2 separate regions of the Zea mays genome follow, and region 2 is linked to region 1. Evidence: chromatin contacts called from public Hi-C data. All regions are on one chromosome and are shown on one strand. The core of a region is the stretch at or near the end of the contact, and the rest is flanking DNA. Distances in the headings are between cores, read along the strand shown. Region 1 holds the start of LOC100278900. Region 2 holds the start of LOC100382048.

The links. Hi-C and Micro-C count contacts between places; a contact is called where the count stands out from the background.
Region 2: a contact with region 1 is called in a Hi-C map of ear, with 1.7 times the contacts expected there. The contact joins the promoter of LOC100382048 here to the promoter of LOC100278900 in region 1. A contact is called at or near these places in 2 of 25 Hi-C or Micro-C datasets (ear and endosperm).

The regions. Positions count from the first base shown.
Region 1 is chr3:23,119,277-23,126,821 of Zm-B73-REFERENCE-NAM-5.0, forward strand. LOC100278900 reads left to right here and starts at 2,427. Exons shown (of 1, transcript NM_001152027.1): 1 at 2,427-3,104. The coding sequence starts at 2,501. The coding sequence ends at 2,812.
Region 2 is chr3:23,429,517-23,436,531 of Zm-B73-REFERENCE-NAM-5.0, forward strand. LOC100382048 reads left to right here and starts at 2,744. Exons shown (of 10, transcript NM_001394902.1): 1 at 2,744-3,297; 2 at 3,652-3,789; 3 at 5,568-5,753; 4 at 6,644-6,781; 5 at 6,892-7,013. The coding sequence starts at 2,839.

The sequences.
Region 1 (7,545 bases), core at 1,177-3,676:
CGACCGCATGTTATGATTTTTTTATTTCTTTTTCGTGGCGACCAATTGAGATGGTGGGTAGCTAGATGACACTGATTTGGTGCCGGCCGCACCGGCCATTCCCAGCCACGCATGTGTTGATGTGCAGCAACTTGCAGTGCGGCTCCAAACAGCGCCACCAATAGTTTAATTGCATGACCGTCCTACGTCGTACACCTAGGTACGAACGACAAGATTGGACCAATGGATCCGCTGGATAGTCAGCATCCGCGTCAGGTTTTTTTTTTTAAAAAAGGAAAATCTAAACATCTCAGCTAAGTTTAGTTTGCGAAAATAAATAGTAGTACACTTACGAAACTGCTTTCCAAGGGAATTTAACATTCAAGCTTGACATATATAAAAAGTAATTTATGGTCAAAATGCTCTTACATTGCTACAATTTCCATGTATCATTGAGTGTAGAGTATAAAATATAAAGACGTGTGTTTGTTGGCTAGGTGAATGCGAATGTAGGTTTGGAGTCAATAACCACAATTCAAATCCTCATTTCTGCATAATTTTAGCTTTTTTCGGAAGCAAAAGGGTAACACATGACATTGGTGGAACGATAGGAAATGATGCTAGATGATATACTTCTTGTGTTCTTAAATATAAGCTATATCTAAGATTTTAACATCATCCTAAATTAGATACTTCCTGTCATATGTGCCCATCTGTGTCAAATTAAAGGTCGAAGTATCTGGATAGTTCGACTCTATCAACATGTGCACATCTTTTAAACCATCAATGTATGCCTTTGCACAAATGTCTTTTATAATCGGTAGTCAAAGCAATGACATGCCTTTTCGAACTATTCCTTCCTAGATAATTAAGCAAGTTGACAATCAAAATAATGCTAGTTGGTAAGGAATAAACGAGTATTCAGCTAGATTCCTTATTATGTGGTTATAAATCTGTCCGTATATCTTGTATTTAAGATGTTGTAGTTCATACACAGTCAAATTAAAAAAAACATTGTTACTTAATTGAGAGTAGAAGGAGCATTGAACTAATGCTGGAAGGACAATAAAACCGGTCTCGTTTCATAACAGTTTTATGTCATTAAATAGGTTGACATGGTACGGTATAGGATATGTGAGGAGAGAGAGATAATGAAGTTTCATGGGATGAAAATGAGTTTTATAGGATTAAAACTCACCTAAATTCAGAGACGTAGTCATGATTTTTATTTAGAGGGGCCAAGACATGTAACTATAGTTATAATGTGAATAAATAGAATATATGTATATATACAATATGCAATAGTCACTAGTCATAACAATTAACACATATATACACTAAATATATAGTAAATATTAACTTTTTATGAGCTAACTCTTTTATTTTAGCCATAGATATAAACTACAAAACAATTTTTCTTTTTTGTTAGGCCCGCTAGCCACCCTATCTACGCCACTACGTACCGACATTGTTTGCAATGCATAAAGCTTTAGAAACTAAAACATGAAACCTTCCACTGATAAGGTTCTCTCTTAGTTACTAAGGTCCTGTTCCAAACCTATTAGTTCAGCTTAGAATGAGTGAGCTAACGAATCAGCTAATTGGTAGTTATATATCTCAAATAGCTATTAGTTGCTAGCTGTTCCAACCCAACTAAAATCCGCTAACAACTTATTAGGTAACTAATAATTAGTTCTAGAGGTTTGGAACGGGACCTAAATAAGTCAATTACTAAAGTTATTTAAGTTATCTTATGGTACCAAATTAGCTAGTACCATTGAAAACACCACAAACTATATTTTGATATTGTACTTATTTGGTATCAAATATTCGTTTATTATTATTATTTTTGGTTAAGACAACTTTAGGAATTGGTTTATTTATTAGGAACAGAGGAAGAGGAAGACAGTAAGTAGTACTCTCTCCGTTTCTGATAGTTCGATTTTGCACTATCCAGCGACAACTAAAACGAAACGGAGGTAGTATTATTTATAATTACATTTGGAGAAAGGAGGAGTCGTCGTTGCACCAGAAGATCGAGGTGGTCCTGGAGATCTGGACTGGTGGATGGTTCCTGTATCTTGTTAAGACGCAGTCAGGCATGCATTGACCTATATAACCAGATACTTAACTGTGTAGGAACTTAATTTACAAGCGTGTTTTCTAGTTGGGCGTGACCAGGATCAGCAGGCCGGTACGCCCTCTGAAAGAGAGAGAAAGAAAGAAAGAAACAGACGACACCACGTCGTCACTTTCTCATACTAGTAGCCTGTACTAGTATATGATACTACCGAGCAAGTCCTCTTGGAGCGCTAGCTTGAGGCGGCATTACTCCTTGATTCCCGCTGCCCGCGCACATTATTTTGTATCGGTGCGGAGAAACGGAATGGCCATCAGCGGCGTGCAGGCGCAGCTGTTTTGCAGCTAATCCTTCTTCCTTCTTCCTCCTTCCTCCTGCTCCTCTCTCTGTCTCTGTCTCTCCCTTGCAGAGCTGGCTGAGAAAGAGCTAGCACAAACGTCGATGCAAGCGACGAATAAGAGACCGCAGAGAAGATACCCTGTGGCACCCATCGTCATGTGCCTGGTCCTGGCGTGGGCATCATGCCTCCACGGCGACGACACTAAATTATTAGCGGCCGCGGTTCCATTGCCGCGGCGTCCAGCAGCAACAAGCAGCGTGGCCGCCGCAGGGGGGATGCCCGTCGTCGTGGGCTACCGCCCGAGACCTCAAGCAGGCGCCGCCGCCGGCCGCTCAGCACCGCGTTCCACCGCCTGGATCGGAGACGACAAGCGCCAGATTCCAAGCTGTCCCGACGCTCTCCACAACAGGTAGGGTCGAAATCCAAGCACCCTGGCCTGGCCTGGCCTACCCCGTGCCCGTGGTAACCACTGCTTAATTAGAAGAGAGAGTGTGTGTGTGCGCGCGTCGCTATGTGTTTTGGTTGAATTAGTTCAAAAGTATCGTCATCTTACAAAGCTGCTGCAACAGTATGCAACGCTGAAGATCGGTGAGCAGAACCACGGTGGCTAGCTCGATCTCTTGTGCATCTCGCATTATGAAAAAAAGTGTGTCTTTCTGCGTTGTTTGATTCAATTTGTACATGTTCCGCCGGGAGATACTTTCACTTGTAGTAGCCATATATTTGCATGAGCTCAGGTTATCCACCACCACTGGGTGGGTGTTTTAGCTCAGTTGACATTATTGTCCACTGCAGCATGAATCCAAGATGAAGCTTTCGCACATGGTGCTATCGATCGTACGTTCTGTGTCTGTCTAGCTCTAGAGCGGTTACGTATCGTCAATGGTTAAGGTAGTGTTGGAACGGTTGGGACGATGGAGCAGCTCATTAATAGGAGTGGCTCCGTCCGAAAGATTTGAGGGAGCATGATGGTTTAGGATTTGAATATAACTTTTCAAGATCACTTTTTGTTCTCCATAGAACTAATTCAAACATCAATAAATTAGAAGCGGAGCGACTCATCTCACTATACTCTGAAACCAAACACTAACTAAAATACGTGTGTGCGGACCAGTATATTACGCATACTTATTTCACTGGGACAAGTCTTTAGCCAATAATTACTTTGTTAGTACTCCTACATATATAGTTTTTATTTGTATAAAAAACTCTTGCCTCATGCTTTTGAACCACACTGCTAGGACGAGCCTTTACACAGTATTCACGACGACATTCTGGAAATATTTTATTGACGAGTGGATCTGGTCACTGGCTCCAAAAGCTTCCTTTGGAGAGCCAGTAGCTGATGAGCTGCCACACAGACATTGACGCTCGATCTGAAACAGAAGTAGATTGGTGTTAATGCAAGCTGTATTGTGGTTGTGGACTCGATCGGTGGCCACGGCGGGTGTGGGCGTGGGCCTTGAGTTCAGTGGAGTTTGGGGTTCCTACAAAGAAGAGGCCATCATTTGCATCTTCGGAAGAAAAGAACCCTTTCTGGCGACCCGGTTCTGTTTGTTTGTTTGTTCGTTGGTTCGTTCTCATCCTCCTCTCAGAGCAGGCGCGCGCGCGGGATCCATCAACCATCATGTTGTTGTGGTCTCTAGCGCGCTTGTGTCTGCTTGCATGTTACTCGGGCGACTGTTGCTCACATGTACAAGGAACACCGCGTGCTTTGGACGGTGCTCTTAAATTGAGCGTCACTCAACTGCGGCCGCTGTCTTCTTGCACGGGAGCAATCGTGGACAGAACGATGTGAAGTTTCAGTGCCACGCCTGTAGGCTGGCTGGCCTTGATCGATCGGAGTTCTACGCTTAGGTACTGGTGCCAGCTGCCAGAGAGCAGCTGTTAGCTAGCTAGTACTAGTAGCTACCGTGCCATCTGTTTTCAACGCAAGCCGCAGTGTTTTCGCCAAGCGGCGACAGGCGGCTATCGCGTCTTGCGTTGGACCACCATGTTTCTTATCTTATTGCGTGCTGTCTCTGAATCTCTGAATCTAGAAACAGGTGCGGCTTCCGATAACAGAAAGGAACGCGGTGGTGCCTTTTGCAACTAGTGTCGCACACGCTTTTCTACTGCTAGTAAGGATGATAAATAAACTGTTGACGCTCAATCTACATCTGTCCCTCAACCTTCAGTTTTCCGCAGGGCCGTACCTGAAGGATCGAGCTGGCTGGCCACCCAGGTCCTGACCCAAAATATTGTCAGTTAGGGGCGGAGCCAAGATTACAATATAAATGAGTCGATAAATTCATCAATACTATATGTTAAAAAATATTGTATGATATTATTAATCTTAAGCACTCGACATGTAATAAGAATTCTAGTTCTTTATAAATTATCTTAGTCCATGAATCTATTTTCTAGCTAATTGATATATTGAACTAAAGTTGTGTCGCAGTAACAATACGAAAATAATAAAATTAACCATATTTGGATCTAGTATTGTAGTTTATGCGGACGTTCCGGCTGCGACATGTGGTTCTGGTGATTGATGTTGTTGGGCTATTAGCACTCATTCTGTTGTTTTGCATGATCACCTCCTCGGGACTTTGGTTGTGGGACTATGTCAGAGGCAAGTCAAGTGGTCGGCAGCAATCGATAGCTGCCCAGTCAGATGATAAGATGGATCATAAAGGCGTGAGGTTTAGATATCAACATCTGCAAACGAATTAGTTTTGACATCTCATATCATCGATTGGTCATTCAACGAGTATTTTATCTTATATTCTGTCTCTTTTAAATTTTGGTTGGCATACTATAACATAGTTATGGAGCATATATTAGCAACCATTATACTAAACCATTTATTAATTATGCTGCATAAAATCTAAATTATATGTATTTAGACTACACAAAAATTAGACTATATATATTTGTGTGTGCCGCAGTCTTGGGCGGGGCCATGGCCCCTGCTGGCCCCCCCTTGGCTCCGCCCCTCTTGTCAGTCATTAGAGTTAGTTTTTCTATATGATATAATTTTTTGAACTTTAACAGTGTTTTGCTAAAGGATTTATAAATTTTATCGGGGTCGGTTGACCCCGACAAACCCCCTAAATCCGCCCCTGAGTACTTAGTTATTTAAGTTATCTAAACAATATTTTGTTTGGTTGGTCCAAAGCCATCCTCTACTATCTTGCTCATGTAACCTAAGCTAGAAGCAGCTACTGGACTGCTCACGTGACCAATTTTCAAGTCAGGACTCAGAACAGAATACATCTAGAAAACATAATTCTCAACACGGTGCCGCCACCATATCTCCAAAGGACCGGAGAGTCCAAATAGGATTACAAACGCCAGGACACGTCATCGACGATCGACCTTCGCACGTATGCATATACTATAGGCAATAGCTAGGTAATTGTGTTGTCATTTGGCCCATCGAAATGTGTGTTTACAATTATATATATGCATACATATAGTTATTATATATACATGGGTCAAAAGGCCTTCATATAAACTTTCGCCCAGGGCCTTTGAAATCTCAGGCATGGTCCTGGTCTTCCGTTTCAGAAACTCATGGACACATCTCCCTTTCTTCCCTGATAGCTTGTCATCGATTAAAGCCAACTATTCGAACTGCTGCAGCTATAATTTATAGAGATAAAATATTGTAGAAGTAGTATAATTCAGTATAGAATAAAGCCAATCCAACGAGCTATCTTCCACTTGGACTCTGATAATGTCAGAGATTCTTTGGTCATCTGGATTAAGAGAACAAGGGCGCTGCCAAGCCCAAGCAGTGGTGCAAGTGCAATGGTCGCAACGCTCTGATGGCAGATGCCCTTTAATGTTAGAATTTGTTCGGTTAGTTCTCAATCTATATAGATTGAATGAGATTAGGTGGGTTTAAATTCTAAATAAGTTAAACTTTTTCTTAAATTTTTTAATCTCATTCAATCCATGTATAATGAGAATAATGGAATAAAATCTTATGTGTGTTGCTTATTTTGGAGGGAAGTTCATGCGCTCCTAGCGACCATACGATTTTAATAAAAAAATAAGTCTAATGGACAAAAAAACTTTTATAGTATATAGATTACTAACTCGCTTGGTTCACCTCGGGCCACAACCTGACGTCCTGACGTTTTCAGCTCAGCGACTTCATGCGACCATATAACCGGCCCAGTTCGCCTCGTTGATGGGTTGGATGCATACTCCACTCAGGAGGAAACTACTGCAGGCCTGGGCTTTTCGTAGCATGCATTCCTGTGCAACCGCAACTCCTGGTTTTGATGAACTTGGGGGCCGGACTTCTACAAACTGACCTGGCCCATATATTCGCTCCTCGGCCTTTTGATTTCTTTGAGGCATTTCATCCTTGACAAGGTTAACCATGAGCGGCGTTCAAGTGTTGGCGAGGGAATAATACCACAGATCACCAGATTCGCTCCCTTTCTTCCCGTCAGATAATTAGGCACGAGAAGTCGTAGAAGACCAGTATCCCTTCCCAGAAACATCATAGAGTAAACACGTGAGAGACAATATGTAGGGTTGGGCCTCTGGCCTTTTTCTCTTCTGCACTATCATATGAGGGGTTCAGGTTCTATATATAGAGACACGGTACCCTTAGGGGTATATTCATTATTTGCTCACATAACCGTTCGTTAGGATTTCTCAACACTCTTTCTTGGGTGAATACTGCGACCAACACATACCTCGTTAAAACTCCCAAAACCTGGTGGAAAAAATATGGAGAAAGAGCACATGATGATGCATATTGCATTTGCACTTTGTTGCCTCATTAAAAACCATACGTGAGAAACTTTAGAAAAACTCACCAAGGGAAAAGAGTACAACAATTATCATTAGGATAGATTTTGATCCTCTAGATCTGGATTCTATCGAATCTTCTACATGGTCTAAATTTATAAATGTGCTCCCCCTAATCCTTGCAAAACTGTATCAATATGACAAAACATCTTCTTCTGGAAGTATATGCACATAGAGATTTAGCAAACAAATTGCATATCCTTGCAATGCTTATTTCAAGAACTTCACCTCAACTCACTTCTAGGATACACGAGGTAAGTGCACGTATCAACATAAATAAGCCACTTTGACTGCTGGTGTTCGATCGACTAGATCTACATATTTGACAGAAACT
Region 2 (7,015 bases), core at 1,494-3,993, 310 kb after region 1:
TTTGCTTCTTTAGGGACCAAAAGTGACTAAAGTTTAGTTACCCAAACCAAACGGGGCCTCAATACATGTAACCATAACACCTCAACCCATCAATCATATACTCATCTCTTCTATAGCCTCGCAGCAGCACTGGTACCGCCGCATCCAAGCCACAACAGCCCGACGTCAGCTAAGCTCGCAACCATAAGTCACTATGACCAGCTCGTCGAAGTTCGAGTTTCTCCCAAATGTAGGAAACAGGCATGCAATTTTAGCCAAATCTCATTAGCAATTTTTAATGTAAAAACATGATTAAAAATATCCATGCTAAGAGATTCATACAAGTAATTTTTGGCTCTAGCATTTAAATGAATTTATTTTTCCTCACTTGTGGTGGGTTTCTCGCGATTCTTGGGTGGTTTCATCCCGTCACGAGTGACTCTCCAAACACCTAGATCAACAGCCTCTAAGTAACAAGCCATTCTAGCACTATAATATGGGAAGTTAGTGCCGTGAAGTGTGGTGGCCTATGGGTATCCACCCCCTTTCTCTAAAAAGCGTCGGTTCTTTTAGCGGTGAAGCTAAATCGTTTCAAATGAGCCAAACCAGACTCTGATATCAATTGTAGGAAACGGTGACGCCTAAGAGGGGTGTGAATTAGTACTTCTAAAACTTTCTTTAAACTAGGCCACAAATAAATCCTAGAGCAAAACATATACAAATAATCAAACTAGAATGTGCAAACTAGGTTTTGTCTAAGTGTTGCTATCTCTACCGCAAAGGCTCAGTTTCAATCTAAACAATGTACCAAAAAGACAGGATTGAAACTTAAATACTCAATTTAAATGTGGAAGGTAAAGAGTAAGGTAGAGATGCAAACTCTCGTGGATGACGCCGGTATTTTTACCGAGGTATCCGGAACCACGCAAGGTTCCGATTAATCCTCGTTGGTGCCTCTACGCAAAGGGTAGCCCACGCGATGGCCAAGCACCACGATCGAGTAACTCCATAGAGAGATGCAGGCCTTCTCCACGCGCAAGTGGTGCTCCGCTTCCGGCTCCTCTCGGACGCTCCCCGTTGTCTCCACTATCGAGCTTCCGACCGAAACTTCGTGGGCCTCGTTCCTTCCGGTACACGGTGGTAGCCGTGACATAAACACGGTTGTCACGATCTCGCAAGACTCTCGTCCCACTCGATACAATTACAACAGCTCACGCAAGAGCCGAGGGGTTGTGTGTTTTTTCTAAACTCACTCAACTAACTAGGATTCACCTAGAGCAAACGCTAATGCGGTCTAACTAATCCAAGCACTTCGCAAAGCACCTACGTTAATCACCGAGTGATTCTATTAAGCATTTGGGTGTATGAGCACTTGGAAATGTATACGATATGCCTTGGTATGTTGCTAGGGCTCTTACACCTTCAAATGGTCGGTTGGATGATGTATTTATTGGCCCCAACTCAATTATAGCCGTTGGAGGAAAACTGCAGCTTTCTGCGGCACACCAGACAGTCCTGTGGTAGGCACCGGACAGTCCGGTGTCCTGTCCGGTGCACCACTAGTCGTTGGATCTGTCAGTCGACCGTTGGCTGTCAGCCTTTGCACCTGACAGTCTGGGCCCTCCTCCACAGTGCCACTAGGAACTAGTCGTTGGACTAATATTCCCTGGTGCACCAGACAGTCTGGTGTCCTCGACCTGACAGTCCACCAGTGACAACACTTTTCTTCGTTTCTTAGACTTTGCTTGATACTTGTTGATCTTCATAATGTCTTCATTTGATGTGTTGCTTTCCTCAATGCCTTAGTCCAAGTCACTTTAGCATCCTGTAAACTACAATTATAAACGCTAGCAAACTTATTAGTTCACAGGTTATGTTGATCATCAAACACCAAAACCTTTTGAGCCAAATGGTCCGAGACCCATTTTCCTCACACCCAACTCTAGCGACAAATTCGACGAGTAATTTCTCACCGTCCGTTCATCTTCTAGGGCAGCCCACGATGTGGCCCCACTGTGGCCCATAGACTCGACTATTGGGCCTCCTCAGTCGAGTTGTCTTTCCCGCCACCGAGTCTTCATCAGCTATCCCCTTCTTGATCCTCACATCGGCTCGGCTCGGCTTGACTCGTTGACAGACCAAACTCGACTCGGCTTGGCTCATTCATTCAACGAGCTCAGGCTCGGCTTAGCTCGAAATTGCCTCGCGAGATGGATCTTGATAAATAATATTGTATTATATAGTAATTTAATAGTATTTAAATGTGAAAAATATAATCATCATTTAACATTTTAAGTAAAATTATCTATTATCCATCTTTATTATATAGTTTAATTAATCTGGGACAACTGCTTTTTTACAGCCCTACTCATGAGCTTCGTACGACAGTGTGAAGAAGAGCAGGCAGCTTTTTTAAGCAATTGTACGTACCCATCCATGGTCGACGGAACCGCATCTATATCCACGGCCAGCTCATGTCAGCGTCACCGAAGTTGTTTCCAAACAAACAGAACCGGAAAGCTGCACCAGAGAAAAGAACGAGCTAGAAGAAAAGATAGCAGCCAAGAAGTCTCACAAGATCACGCCCGAGACAGCGAGGAAACGGAAAAACGGAGGTGTGACTGTGTGTTGTGAGTGACCAGAGCGGCGAGGAGCGGGGGCGGAGAGAGGACAGACGGGGTGCAGTGCACGCGACGCACGCGGCACCCTCGGCTCGCCGTTCACAATAAAATCCAGCCACGCCTGCGCATCCCTCGTCCTCGTCTCTCTCACAGCTGCTTTCTTCCTTCCTGTTCCTGCTCGTCGCCTCTCGAAAGCCAGGAGGAGTCTCGCCTCCCCCTCCTCGCGCGCGTGGCAGCTATGGCGATGGACGACCTCGCGGGCGCCTCCTCCTCCTCCTCCATGGCGGCGGCCGCCTCCTCCGACCCCTCGCACGGCTGGCAGACGGTGTCGTATCCCAAGCGCAACCGCAAGCAGGCGCAGCCGCCCCGCACCACGGCGCCCGATCTGGCGCTGCAGTCCAACGGCAAGCCTGGCGGCGTCTTCGACGCCGTCGAGAAGCGCTCCCAGGAGCGCCACCGCGCGCTGCAGCAGCAGCTCGCCTCCAGGGCGGCCGACCTCGACGACGCGCGGATCGCCGTTGCCACGGGCGCCGCCTACTCCGACGACGACGACTCCGACGAGGCCGCTGCCCCGCGCCAGGAGGGAGAGGTCAAGAAGCCTAAGAAGCCCAAGGTGAAGAAGCCGAAGGTGACGGTCGCCGAGGCCGCCGTCCTGATCGACGCCGAGAACCTCGCAGCGCACCTCTTCGAGATCTCGGTAAGGCCGCGTCAAACCTCTCCTCCCCGTCGAATTCCTGTTAAAAAAATGAGATCTTGTGATGATGGTCCGGATCAAGGTTTTGTCTTTTTACGGATCGGATCTGGGTAGGGTTTAGCGACGGATCTCGCTGGAATTGATGAAATTCCGACGAAATGCTAGGACGTACCGGGTTTCGGATCAAGTTGAACCAAAATTCTATCCAATATAGTACTGTTGCCTTGCCTGAAAGTCGGATCTTAGGATGTAAAGATGGATCTCGGGGAGCTCTGGGCTTTGGTATTAGGATTAGCCTGCAAAAGGTTGGTACACTTTCTGTTGTGTATGTATATTCTGATTATTTGTTCTGTGCAGGCATCGTACGAGAATCAACAGGACATTCAGCTCATGAGGTTTGCTGATTACTTTGGCCGGGCATTTGCAGCTGTGAGCGCATCTCAATTTCCATGGGCAAAGATGTTCAAAGAATCAACAGTGTCCAAGATGGTTGATGTGAGTTATCATATCACTAGATATTGTTCTGGAATCTATTTATGCATGTCATCATTTTTTTTCAGACTGCTTAGATGCAATTGCTGTCTGTAGGAGGTCTATTTTTTTAATGTTACTCTACTGTGCTGTAGCGCACGTAGTGATGCATTTGGTATTTATGTTTCACTCCAAAATTAGGAAAATCCATGCATTAAGGTCTTTGGTTTTTTATGCATGCGAAACTTTTTTCCAGATTGTGCTTAGTTGCAATTGCTGTTGATTGGAGGTTTATGTTTTAATGTTATGTTATTGTGCTGTAGCCGCACGTAGTGATGTATTTGGTATTTATGTTTCACACTAAAATTTGGAGAATCCGTGCAATAACGTCTCTGGTTTATATGCATGTGATCATTTTTTTCAGCTCATGCTTAGACGCAATTGCTGTTGATTGGAGGTTTATGTTTTAATGTTATGTTATTGTGCTGTAGCTGCACGTAGTGATGTATTTGGTATTTATGTTTCGCGCCAAAATTTGGAGAATCCGTGCAATAACGTCCCTGGTTTATATGCATGTGATCATTTTTTTCAGCTCATGCTTAGACGCAATTGCTGCCTGTTGGATGTTTATGTTTTAATGTTACGTTACTGTGCTGTAGCTGCACGTAGTGATGCATTTGGTATTTATGTTTCGCGCCAAAATTTGGAGAATCTGTGCAATAACGTCTCTGGTTTATATGCACGTGATCAATTTTTTTCAGCTCATGCTTAGACGCAATTGCTGCCTGTTGGAGGTTTATGTTTTCATGTTACGTTACTGTGCTTTAGCCGCACGTAGTGATGTATTTGTGTTTTTATGTTTCGCGCTAAAATTTGGAATATCTATGCATTAACGTCTCCGGTTTGGGAAACCGTTATGACACATTTGTCGTATCTTAACAAACTCAGATAACCAACTGAGGAAAGTGATTGAGGCCACCCTATTATTACAGTAACATGCATGTTCCCTGCATGGTGGCAGGTAGGCGCTCCGAATGCGTGAGTCCTGATTGGCCATCACCAGGGCCGTTCCTAAGTTTTGAGGGGCCCACGACAGGATTATAGACTGAGGCCCCAATACCACAGGAACTACTTTTTTTTTTTTACTATGTATCAGCTAATTAAAATAATTCAATTTGTCATGGAAAAACTTGAGCGGTAAAAATAGAAGTAAGACAGAAGCAAGAACCTGGACAGCGGGACTATCGCCGTAAGATAATCACGCTCGCAGGTGCGGCGTGCCCTAGCGTTCAGGTTCAGTATTGCCTTGTGTTGCTTGCCTGTGGGATGCAGCCTGCCTAGCTGCCTATCGTCCCCGTATGCACTAGGGTGGGGCCTCTGGGAATTGGGGGCCCAGATCGGTTGCCCTGCTCGACCCCCCTCAGGCAAGGCCTGGCCATCAATGTGATGATTATAACGTGCATGCCAAGAATATCGACTTGATTACACGAATTTTGCTAGTCAATTGTGTTGCAGTATACAGCTGGGTCAAGTTATTTAATTACTATATATTTTTAGCAACATTTTCCATATTAGGATGAAGTTATAATCCTTCATTGGTCACATTGATTTGTTATTATGTAATTCTATCTATGCTTGCAATTAATGTTCCCGTGTACTGATGGTGGTTGGCACTATTGTTCTGGCTTCATGAGCATGATTGTATTTTATATTACAGTATGAGATTTAATGATGATAATGCCTCTGATTTTTCTTTCTTATTCATTTTCGGTATGTGTCTAACTAATAACTGTGTTGAGCAGATCCCACTGTGCCATATATCTGAGGCTGTGATCAAGACTGTGAGTGATTGGATCAGTCAAAGATCTTCTGATGCCCTGGGAGACTTTGTTTTGTGGTGCATAGATAGCATCATGTCTGAATTGTCAGGTCCATCAGCTGGCCCTAAGGGTTCAAAGAAGGTTGCACAACAGTCTCCAAGGGCCCAGGTAACATTCAAGTCATGTTGACTTTTAACTATCATCCTAGGATGTATAATGTACATGTGTTTCTAAATACAAATAATATTCCAGTTGGAATCTTATTCCTTTTGTTGGATATGAAATGGGTCATGGCTGTATTATTCTTAACAAGTGAACATCTAGGTGAACGGATGAAAATGTACATTTTGTTTAATTAATTTTATTCGTCTGCAACTTGCGCTGAGATAGCAGATAAACTGGACATGCCAATGCCATGCCATATGTTTTATCATATGTGTTGAGCTGGACATCCCTGTTACTGGTGTCTGTTAGTAATGTATTGTGCTATTATGTTTATACACCATCTTGTGAAGAACAACTATGTAGATCGTGCAAATTTTATATTATTTGAGCAATATGCTGACATTCCACGTTTATAGATAGGAGTATGTGCTTTGTAGTGCCATGTACATCAAGTTCTAGTCTTCTAGATTGTGTAAAATTCAAATAGCCTGATGTATTTGTTTTCTAGATCTCCTTTCATATGTGTACATGTATTTGGATGTTACCATCATTATTTGATCAGAGGACTGATTTTTTTATTCTAATGTGGTTTTTGTTCACCATCTGATCCTGATTTTTTTTGCATTATTTCCATTTACGACTTAATGTGAATTGTGATTCTCCAGTTGTTGATGTGCCTTTTTGCCTTTTATGTAAGGTGTTTGTGAGCGGAATCAAATATTTGCATTAAGATCCTCCCAGACTATGGATCATATAGGTTTATCTATATGATAAATCTTAAGTTGTTGATGTTGACCAACACTCACTGAATTATTGGCCTTTTATTTGTAATGATGAATGGCTCGGTCTTTCTTTTTGGCTGGTACTTTTTTACTGATTGTTGATGATGACAGGTTGCAATCTTTGTTGTTCTTGCCATGACTTTAAGAAGAAAGCCTGATGTACTGGTAAATGTTATGCCAAAGATAATGGGAAACAATAAATATCTGGGACAGGAAAAGCTTCCCATCATTGTCTGGGTTATTGCTCAGGTACTCTCTTCCCTGGCACCTTTGTGCTAGTTACTACTTATGCTTTCCAATTCTTTACCATTTTTATAATTATATTTTTTTTGTACCAATTCTTTTCTGATGCACTGCAGGCCTCTCAAGGTGACCTAGTGTCTGGCATGTTTTGCTGGGCTCATTCTCTATTTCCCACATTATGTGCGAAGTCAAGTGGGAATCCCCTTGCAAGAGATTTGGTTTTGCAGTTGCTTGAAAGGT